2 separate regions of the Zea mays genome follow, and region 2 is linked to region 1. Evidence: chromatin contacts called from public Hi-C data. All regions are on one chromosome and are shown on one strand. The core of a region is the stretch at or near the end of the contact, and the rest is flanking DNA. Distances in the headings are between cores, read along the strand shown.

Region 1 (5,448 bases), core at 2,007-4,506:
AATTAGATTTATAATCAAATATACTGCCAATGATCATAACTTTCTAACTATAAAAAATAAAATACAACAAATGTGTTACTCGTTAGGGTTTTGGTTATCTCTTGTGTATTTACCCTCTCGCCCCTGCTGTAATGGGCCTGGCCCAACTACCGAGTCTATTAATACAACTCCCAACCCCACTCAGGGGTTAGGGTTTTCCAATCTTACAAAATGAATGGTCAAATTGTAATTTACAATACCATGTCATGTCTGACTGTGCCTTATAAACTAGACCAGAGGGAGTATTACAATCAAGATGTATAGAAGGATTCAGAGACATTTTGACCGTGTACTTAATAGTGGCTAACACTAGTTTGTACTTAAAAGCAACCATCATGGGCAATAGCTAACCTATGTAAAAAAAACTCGATCGGGGAGGGAAAGACCACCCTCCCGGTATTATATTAAGATGAGGCTGAAACATGGTCCCGGCCGAGAAAATCCCGAACCCTAGCCCTCCATCACTAGCGGGCCGTCATTGTCCACTCTGCAACAGCCAGCCGGAGGGTGGCGAGCAGGACGTAACCCGGGAGCAGGCGGAGCACAACGAGGAGATTTTTTTAACCAAGCCTGAAATTCGTCCCCGAGGAGGATCGAACCCAGTACCTGGAGGTGCTACTCGGAAGCCTTAACCATTACGCTAGAGGCTCTTTCGCTAGCTAACCTATGTACAAAATTAAAAAATTTACTTTACTTAATTAAACAACTAGCACAGAAGATAATATTGCCAGATTCACTTCAATTCACATAGCAGCATAAATCAAATAATTGTACTTATGCATTGCAGTTTTTCTTCTCCAGAGCATCCAGAAGACCAGAACTAAGACTGAACATCTAGTGTTTCACTATTGGTCCGCAATAATGCATCTTATACAAAGTTAAAACAAGATTTATATGTTCTTCCAAAACCCAGATAATCACATGATTGACCTAACCATCATCATGGTATTTAAGTACTTTAGAATTAACCACAAGACCATACCACATTGGATATACAATTTGAAGATCCATAAATGAATGTTGATGCTATAAAATGTGTGTGGCCAAAACGATCATGCACCACCAAAAGCTAACAAGTTTAACAAGCCATACTCAGACAATTGTCTGAAATAGCTTACCATGAAGCCCTTGAGGAGACAAGTCCTGCAGCATTGCCCCACACTCTTTGACAAAACCCACAGCCACCTATCATTGACCAAAATATGCACATGTTCCAGGATTGAGTAAGTTGTTAACAAAATAAAGTCAAATGGTACATAAGGTCCAAGTTGTGTACCTCGACGCTATCATCAGTCGGATTTTCCAGGAGTACAGTAAGAAGCTCCAGCGCCACAAGTTCATGTGCCACCACCTGATTTACCAAGTGCGCAATGAATTTGGTTGCTGCAAGCAATTGGGGCTGCAAGTAAAGGAGAACTTCAGTAAGAAATTTATGCAGAAACTAACAATTAAGCACATATGTAATTCTTCACACTCAGATATTAAGCATCCTAAATGTAAGTAACAATTCATCTTATGTACATAAACAGCAAACGTCAGTGTATACAAGCCCCAGGTATAAACAACAACTTTTGCTAGTTCTTTTATTTGACTTTAATCCATAATCCAAGTAGAAGGTATATCCTATGTAACTTCCAAAACCTGCATTAATCCAGTTCATGAGTTCAAATACAAATGGAAAGCAATGTGAAGTGTTGTGCAAAGAATTTCATGAGCCAACTACAAACCTTTGTAATTGCAGAACAGCAGATCTATTGGTGTATGCACCAATAGTTCTCCTTCAGCTGCAGACTTAAGTAGCCATTTTTTCCAGACTAACATAAATAGGATAGCCCATTTTGTAAATGGTTTAAAAAATTGCAAAGATCTTGATAAGGATTAGATAAGCAACCATACAATAAGTGAAACTAATTATATGAAAACACCTTGGAATGCAACTAGACCCGGCGTTTGTAGATTCTAAATGAGTCATTCTTAAATAAAAAAGTAACAAAGTACTAAAACACTTCTTGAGCTGAGGAAAATGAAGACAAGCTCACCTTGTCATTTCGCTTATATGCCCTCTTGAGCTGGAGCACGACACGAACAAGAAGCAACTTCCCAATCTCAGGGAACTTGGTATTCACAACCGCAACTAGCGCAGCAAATACATCAGTAAACCCAGGCGAGGCCATCTGTGACTTGATGCAAGACTGACAGAAGAGCCCCCGCCCACGAACAAGGTTCTCTGCAAAGAGCTCTGGCACTATATTCTTGATATTGGTCGCATTCACCTTATTCACCAGCCCATTGATGCTCTTCTTGAGAGCATCCCAGGTGAGGCGCTGATACTCAGGGCTCGACTTGTCCTCCATATCACGCATCATCTGCGCCATGCGGAAAGGCGGGATGTAGATCCCACCCGTGCGCCCAGGGATCATCTCCGGAAGGAGCGGCGGTGGGGGAGGCAGTGGCGGGGTCAGCTCCTTCACAGGGCTTCTACGGCGCTCGTCTCCCTCGTCCTCCCTTCGCCTACGGTCGTCCCGCCGCCTCGAACCCTCGTCTCGGCGCCGGCGGCGATGGCGACGGCCGTCGGGCGAGGACCCTGACTCCGAGCTAGGGCTCCGGCGCCGGTGGCGCCGTCTGTCTTTCTCCCGGTCTCGCTTGCCACGGCGGTCGTCCGGCTCATCATCCGGATCCCTAGCCCGCCTGCGACGACGTCCTTCCTCCTTCTCATCGTCGGAAACCCTATCGCGCATCCTCCGGCGTTCGCCACCTTCCTCCCCGTCTGAAACCCTGTCGCGCCGGGGAGATCGGTTGTCGCCGTCTTCATCCCTTCCGGGCTTGGCGTGGCCGTTCTCCTTCTCCTCAGAGGGCTTGGCGTCTCGGCCGCGGCCGCGGCTGTCGGAATCGGGCGGCGAAGCCCTAGATCTGCGACGGCGGTCCGCGTCGACGCCGAGGGAAGGCGAGCGAGGTGGATACGGGGACGCGCGGCGCTTGCGGCGGCGCGGGGAGACGTCATCGTGGTGGCTGTGGCGGCGGCGGCGCGGCGGGGAGACGGAGTTAGCCATAGCCGGGACCGAGGGTTTTGTGGTTTGTGGTAATAATTCTAGGGAAGCGGGGTCGTGGCCGCGAGCCCGCGAGAGGGGAAAGGATGGAAATTGGATACGAAGAAAATAGAAATCGGTTCGATCGGTTCTGTGTAGCCGACAAGAGATCGATTCGATCGGTCCCGTGTAGCCTAGTAAGTAGTAAGGGTCAGATCTAAGCTTTCAGCTTTTTTGAAATTTTATAATTTAGCTTTGGAACCATTTAAAAATAAAAAGCTTCAAGAAGTTAAAAATCGAAAGCTCAAACCATTTAAAAATAAAAAGCTTCAAGAAGTTAAAAATCGAAAGCTCACTAGAGTAAGTTCTGAACCCTATTTGGTACAACTTATTTTCAGTTTTTAATAGATTTACGAGGTATTTAAATGCACTACAACTAATAGTTAGTTAGTTAAAATATTGCTAGTTAAATTAGCTAGCTAGTTAACTATTAGATAATTTGCTAAAATAGCTAATAGCTAAAGTAATACCTAGATTGTTTCATTGTCTTCAGTTAATTTTAGCAGCTAACTATTAGATCTAGTGCATTCAAACACCCCATAAGCAGAAGTTTTGCTAAACAGGTAGCTTACACAACAGTTTATCAGTTTAGCTGCTTCTCGAAATAAACTTGTCGGTGTTTGGACCACGGGTCCTTAACCAACTAGTAAATGTGTCGCGTAGCCGACTCTAGATGGTGAGCGAGAAGACACAAGCAGTTATCCTGGTTCGGGCAATACAATGCCCTATTCCAGCAGAGGAGGATGAGGCTTATATTACTCGCACTGTGGTGCTTGTAGTAGGGGGTTTACAAGCACGGCGGGAGAGAGGAAGTCCCGAGTCCATAGAGATGATTGAGTCAAATACTAATATCTAAGACAAAGTGGGGGAGTGAGCGTTCGTCTGCGTGTCCCGTGGATGGATCGTCCTCTTGGGGGATCACTGCCCTATTTATACACGAAGGGGAGCGTCTACAGTGAAGCTGGTGTTGTATCCGAAGGAGAGACGTCTTGGCGCCCTGTAAGCCGACGTGATGACGCACTGTGCTGCTGACTCGCGCCTGCTGATTTCCCGTAGAGAGCCGAGGCAGAGACCGAGGGGTTGTCCGTACGCCCGAGCCCCCGAGGGAGAGGTTGCCCATGCCGTAGTTGTTGTAACAGCGCCGGGGTATGGGCCAAAGGCTGCTTACGGGGTGTGTCAGCGTCCTGACACGGGATGACGTCGAGATTCCCTGTTGCGCTTATCGAGATCAGAGCCCCTGGTTAGTTGAGGCGGAAGTCTTCCCGAGGCGTTAGTCGAGCCGTCCCTTGACGTGCACCACAGTCGGGCGGAGTGGCCGTCTGCAGGATTCACGGCGTAGTAGGTGGCCAAGGCCGAGCTCGGGCGAGGTGGAGAATTTGCCCGAGGACCAAACTTGATGTTGGTCGAGGCGGAGAAATCACCCGAAGGCTAGAGCCGAGGTCGGACGAGGCAGAGAGATCGCGCCCGCGGGCTGAATCCTGCTTCGGGTGAGGCAGAGAGATTGCGCCCGAAGGCCAGTCTACTCGACTTGTCGTATTAGGCGTCCCATCGGAGGGTGGCAGGCGGCGTGCGCACACTGTAGTGTAAACGTAATCATGTTGTGGCGCCAGACATGATCGTCGTCTTATCTATCACTGTGCTCTGTTGTCGTAGCATGGGTTGGCACACGCATTAAATGTGCATGTCCCCTTCCTATTTTCGGGTGCCCCTGTCCTATTTGTCTGAGGCTGGCTCGGGCGAGACGGTCGGTGCGGCGGCAACCTCAAGCGAGGCGGAGTCCTGCCCGAAGTGGGAGACTCTTGGGGAGATGTTTCGGTCTTTGTGGATAGCTCGGGTGTCACCCCTCGGGGGTTTTCGTCCTTGTTTCTCTGAGTGCGTTTGTTAGGGGATAATTCGGGTATCCCTAATTATTACCCTTGACAGTAGCCCCCGAGCCTTCCAAGGAAGTAGTTTGGTACTTGTTTGGAGGCTCTACTGCTCGCCTGCGAGCGCGCTGCTTTTTGAGAGGTAGGACGTGTTTGTTTTCCGATTGGTGCGCGTGAAAGGGGAATGGGCTTAAAAAAATTCCTATAATCGATTTTGGTGTTTGACGTCCATCACAAACCATGTGAACTAACTAGGTTGCTTAGATGACATTTATCTCAGGTGCATAAGGTTCAACATAAACCAAGAAAGAAATTAAGTTGGTGACTCAACCAAGTTTGGAGCAATGATTAGTATTGGTGCTGCCAGTGGCGCACCGGACACTGTTAGGTGTGCACCAGACACTATCCGGTGCCCAGGTCAAGGCACCAACGAACTAGCCACTCTCGGGTTTTCTGAG
Region 2 (5,448 bases), core at 1,816-4,315, 720 kb before region 1:
AAGTAAAAGCTATGAAATAGAGAACAACCTTAAGTCATTATTGCAAATACTATCTAAGTAAATACACAAAGTAAAATGCTCAAAATAAATGCGGAAAGTAAAGTAGGGACAAGAAGACTCCTCCCATTTTTCTTGAGGTATCGAAGAGTCGACACTCTCCACTAGTCCTCGTTGGAGCACATAGTGAGCATTAAATGCAAAAGGTCTTGAGTGCTTTGACAAGGGAGTTGGTGGTGTGGCTTTACAATTGTGAGCAAAGTGTTCTTCTTTTCTACACTCATAACACTTAATGGGATTTGGATTTTGCTTAGCCTTATTTTGATTTGTTGATTTCTTTTGCACAAATGAATTGTATCCAATACCACTCTTATTGTTTTTCATGACTTTGTTCATGAGGAGCTCATTTTGGAGGTATTGGCAAGATGTTCTTTCTCAAGCTTGAACTTCTTCATTTCTTCCCTAAGCCTCTCATTATTCAATACCAACTCATTATTAAAATCTTTGCTTTCTATAGCAACTTTTTCCTTGTTGGTTGCTTCAGTCAAGTACTTCTTTAATTTCTTGTTCTCTAGTGCCACGATTTTAAAATTTTCAATCAAATCATCATGAAGACTAGATTGATCATCATTGCTCAAAGCATCACATGAGGTTGCTACATCAAGCTAAAAGCTCATATGCAACAAGAAGATTACCATGATCAATTTTAATTTTTGTGTAATCTTCTTTTATCTTAACAAACCTATCTTTTAGCTCCCTATTTTCTTCATTTGTTTTTTCACATTTTTAGCATCTTTAAGGGAGACCTTGAGCCCATTTCTAATAGATGACATAGTTTTGTTTTCTTCGTTCATTTCCTCACTAGCTTGAACAACTATATCATACTTAGCAGTTAAGAACATATTTTCACCTATTAGCTTATCACATTTAGCTTTGGACTTTCTAATGATTTGAGTGTATTATTTAAGCAAGTCAGCTAACTCATCATAAGTAGGAGAAACATATTCATCATCACTATCACTATCACAATTTTCAACAATGACAATATCATCTTGTACCTTCCGTTCACCTTTAGTAATGAGGCATATGTGTGTAGTGGATGAAGGTGATGATGATGGTGAAGAGAAATCCACGACGATGGCGACGACCTTTTCATCATCTTCTTCTTCACTTGAAGAAGAGCTGCTTGAGTATTCAATATCGGTGAGTCAATCACCAACAATGTATTCTTTCCCATTCTTCCTTTTGTGAAACCTCTTTTGCTTGCCTTCTTTCTTTTTGAAGAACTTCTTTTCCTTGGTCTCATCATCATTTTCATCATCTTTCTTGCATTTGAATTTGTTTTTCTTAGGCTTGGTGCATTGATGAGCAAGATGGCCAAGCTCTCCACAATTATATCAGTCCATCTTGGAGATGGACTTTCTCTTGCTAGAGGAAAACTTCTTCTTTATTGAATCAAATTTGATGCCTTCTCGGTTAAGTTTCTTCAACATTTTTGTTGTCTTTCTCACCATCAAGAATATTGTGTGTGAGAATTTGTGCGATTATGAACTATGTGTATGAGAACTGTATGAACTACTACTATTTGAGTTTCTTTTATTTATCATGTTAGCTTTGTATGGTGATTAGTTATATTTATGTTCATGTATCTTTATAATATAACTTATATGTAATCTGTCTATGATTTGATATTTTGTTGTTTTATGGCGGGTAAACAGACAAGCTCGCGAGTATCCTCTACTCGCGGATAGAGGATACATATATGATATTATGCTCATGGAGGGTGGAAGGCATGGACGAGAGCATTGGTTTTAGCTCACTGGCACAGTCAATAACACTTTGTGTAAGGCTCTCTCCAGCAATGTTCCCTAAATTTCATCATCTTAAGAAATATTCTCTATACATTACTTTATTCTCTAAAAGATTATGTCCTCTATATCTTCTCCATCTCCAACAACGTTCTTTAAATTTCATCCTCTATATTAATAGTGGTACTAGATTTGGCATTCTATATTTTTTTACTGGACGTGGGCACGTGAACAAGAGGCGTATGAAACAAGAACAATACATAAGAGTGCATAAGAGTACGTTCGTATGTCCTCTATTTGTAGCAGACACAGGCAACGACTATTATGCAAGCAGTCCTTCTATGCAAGCGTGCAAGCAAACAATCTGATTCTTTAGATTACGATCCAACCATAGATACAACCATGGTTTGTTAGGGTTTTTTTATAAAGATTATTAAGCTGGTGGTGGAAGGGTGTAAGTGTTAAATGTGACCTATGGTTGGATCACGATCTAATGGATCAGATGGTTTGCTTGCACGCTTGCACAGAAGGACTGCTTGCATAGCAGTCGTTGCCAGAAGACACATGCCATTATCTAAATTTTAGAGGACATTTTAGAGTCCCTTGTTGGAGACATAAAATAGTCAACAAACCTCTATATTTAGAGTACAAGCGCATTTACAGGTACAGGTTCGTGCTGGAGCGGTTTTAAAGCAACTCCAAGAGATTAGCAAAAACAATTAGCCAAATTTAATCTCTAAGAGACTCTTTATTTTTAGCTCTCTATTTAATTCTCTATTTACATTTTTATAAAGATCACACTCTATATGTAGCATTCCACTCTAACAGACTATCTATCTAGTTTGGTTAGTCAGGTGGCTAGCCAAATTTGACCAGTGAGAGAGCTAATTTAAAGAGTCGGATAGAGAGTTATTTTACTGTTGAGTAGCTAAAATTTGACTTGACGAGCTATTTGATTAGTCTCTTGAAGATGCTCGTATATTCTTTAAAATAGATTTCAAAAAAGAAGTACACTAATCCAATTGAATCTCTTAAATTCAGAATTATGTATAGCTAGTGAAACAAGCTATCAAAAATAGAGTTAATATGTATGAATAAAGACCTATCAAATTTAAAGGGTCATTTATAAAATAACGTTTTTCTAATAATAACCAAATTTATCTTTATAAAACTATTTACCTAGTCTTTTGCTCCAACCATTTTACCCGTTGCCATTGGTATGCTCCTCCTCTGCTCCCTCCTCGTCGTCTGTCGTCTCCTCGCGCTCGTCCTCCGCTGCCCGACTCCGGCGTCGTCCCCACAGTCCGCACCAGCCGACCCAACCACCGCTCAAGCCTTAACCCAACATTTATCTGTATCCCGTGGCAAGGAGCATCTGCGCGTCACATCCGCGATCGCGCGCTCTACGTCGCCTCCCGCCGCCGCCGCACGGCCGCGACGGATGCTCGGCCACCGCTTCCCTACCGCCCTCCGCCTCCCACATGGTCTGCTGCAGAGGAGGAGCATCATGGCCCGCCGCGGCCTGACCATCATGGCCGGTGGCGAGGCGGAGGGTCCGCTCGCGGGTTTCTTCGACTACATGGAGCGGCTGCGCAACTACGAGCGCTCGGGCGTGCCGCGCGGCGCCGGCACCGACTCCGACGACGGGTTTGACCTCGGACGCATGCGCCGGCTCCTCCGCCGGCTCGGCGACCCCCACACCCACTTCCCGGTGAGTTCTCCCGGATGTAGATCTTCGGAGATAGTTCTGTTCGCTGAATGCAAATATGTAGCTGAATAGATGTGTCTGTAGGCTGTGCATATCGCCGGCACCAAGGGGAAAGGTTCTACTGCTGCATTCCTGTCCAATATCATGAGGGCCCAAGGCTACAATGTAGGCTGTTATTCTAGGTAATCTTAACTTTTCATCATCTTTGTCAGTTACGTGTTTTCAGCAGTTGTTAGTCAGAAACTTTATGGTGCCAGTATGATATAGGGGGCTTGACTACGAATGGATCCATCATTGTTTGCTCGAGCAATTGCATAGAAATACGTTTTAGCCTTTAGGCTGTCAAAGGATCTCGATTTTTAACAGAGGGCATCCAATCAGAATTGCAAAATGTATGAATAAGAGCAACTCCAAAAGTTCACTTAAAATTTGTTCCCCAAAACATCTTATTGGGGCTGTTGGGAAAAAAAATTCCCTAAAAAAACTGTAATCCACATCAGAACGCTAAAACTTGTCCCTCATAATTTTTAAAACTGAAACCACATAGACTATGCACGTTAGATTGGGCCAACGGAAGTTTTTTGGGCCATGCTCTTCTCCGTGCCCTCGTTCTGAACTTATTTATCTCTCATTGAGCTTTATCATTGCCTCCCGCCCCTCCCACTTTGCTCAATCAGTACCAGACAACAAACATGTCGTTTCACAGTAACACACATGTTGCCAGGAAAACAAATGATAAGTGATTCTGCATATGCTTGAAGGAACCAAAGGAAACAAATTCATAAATAGTTACAAACTACAAATTACTACCAAACTAAGATAATTTGTAACAAGCTGAAAATTAGTACCAAACTGAGATAATTTGTACCAAACTAAGAATTAAAAGGAAACTGAGATAATTTGTACCAAACTAAGGATTAAAAGGAAATTGAGACAATTTGTACCAAACTAAGAATTAATAGGAAACTGAGATAATTTCTACCAAACTTGAGGTGCAACAAAGCAGCATGTTCATCAACAGAATCTCCTCGGACTTGTTTTGTTGTACCACCAAAGTACCTGCAATAAGACACCTCTTTGTCTAAGGACATATAGTCACAGATAATAAGTACTTAGGAAAGGAGACATGTTCCTACCTAAGCAACAGATTGAAGTGCTTTGAAACTGCCACACAAAAACTGTCAAGCACTACTCTATAGCTGGCGCATGATCTTATCCCGTAAAGCCAGGTAGTATTTTTTTTGTTCTTCTGGCAGTACAGTCAGATCCATTGTCATAATCCTCTCCTCATCCCTTTGCCTCTGCAACAGGACCTCCTGTTGCCTCACCTCAACAAGAAGTTTTTCATTTTGAACTTGTAGATAATAAAGTCAATCTCAGAGTTGCTGCAGCTGCGTTCAAGAAGTACGACGCTAATGTTAGCTGTGTTGAAAGTGGCAAGGATGCTATCAGTCTACTTCAACCCCCACATTGCTTTGATGCATGTTTTATGGATGTTCAGATGCTAGAGATGGATGGGTATGAATTAAATAAATATAAACTCGTTTGCCGATACTTCGCCAACAGTTGGGTCACTGACTTGTGGGGTCAGCTCAGACCGGGCCTACACGTCAGTGATCCAACTGCAGTTAACTGCAGAGGATCTCAATACCGATCATCTGTTCTCAATTATTACTTTTTGTAGGTTTGAGGCAACCAAACAAATAAGACAAACAAAGATGAGAGCTAACGAGGAAAGGAAGAACAAGTTGGTTTTGACTGAAGGCTCAACATTTGTCGAGTACCATTTGCGTATTCTTGCAATGACAACCGATGTTATCCGGGCAACTTATGGGGAGTGTATAAAATTTGGAATGGATGGATACTTGTTTAAACTCTTCGACGAGGAGCAGCTATACCAAGCAGTCTCCAGATTAGTAGTGGGAACGACAGATT

Evidence for each region. A called contact is a pair of places that touch in the nucleus more often than the background predicts.
Region 2: a Hi-C map of endosperm shows a contact between it and region 1, with 4 times the contacts expected there. The contact joins the promoter of LOC100285263 here to the promoter of LOC103640938 in region 1. A contact is called at or near these places in 2 of 25 Hi-C or Micro-C datasets (ear and endosperm).

Annotation. Positions count from the first base shown.
Region 1 is chr10:22,370,981-22,376,428 of Zm-B73-REFERENCE-NAM-5.0, reverse strand. It overlaps LOC103640938 (pre-mRNA-splicing factor CWC22 homolog), which reads right to left and starts at 3,256. Exons shown (of 8, transcript XM_020545568.2): 1 at 2,079-3,256; 2 at 1,316-1,438; 3 at 1,158-1,224. The coding sequence starts at 3,089.
Region 2 is chr10:23,093,762-23,099,209 of Zm-B73-REFERENCE-NAM-5.0, reverse strand. It overlaps LOC100285263, which reads left to right and starts at 3,065. Exons shown (of 10, transcript NM_001158157.1): 1 at 3,065-3,516; 2 at 3,598-3,695. The coding sequence starts at 3,247.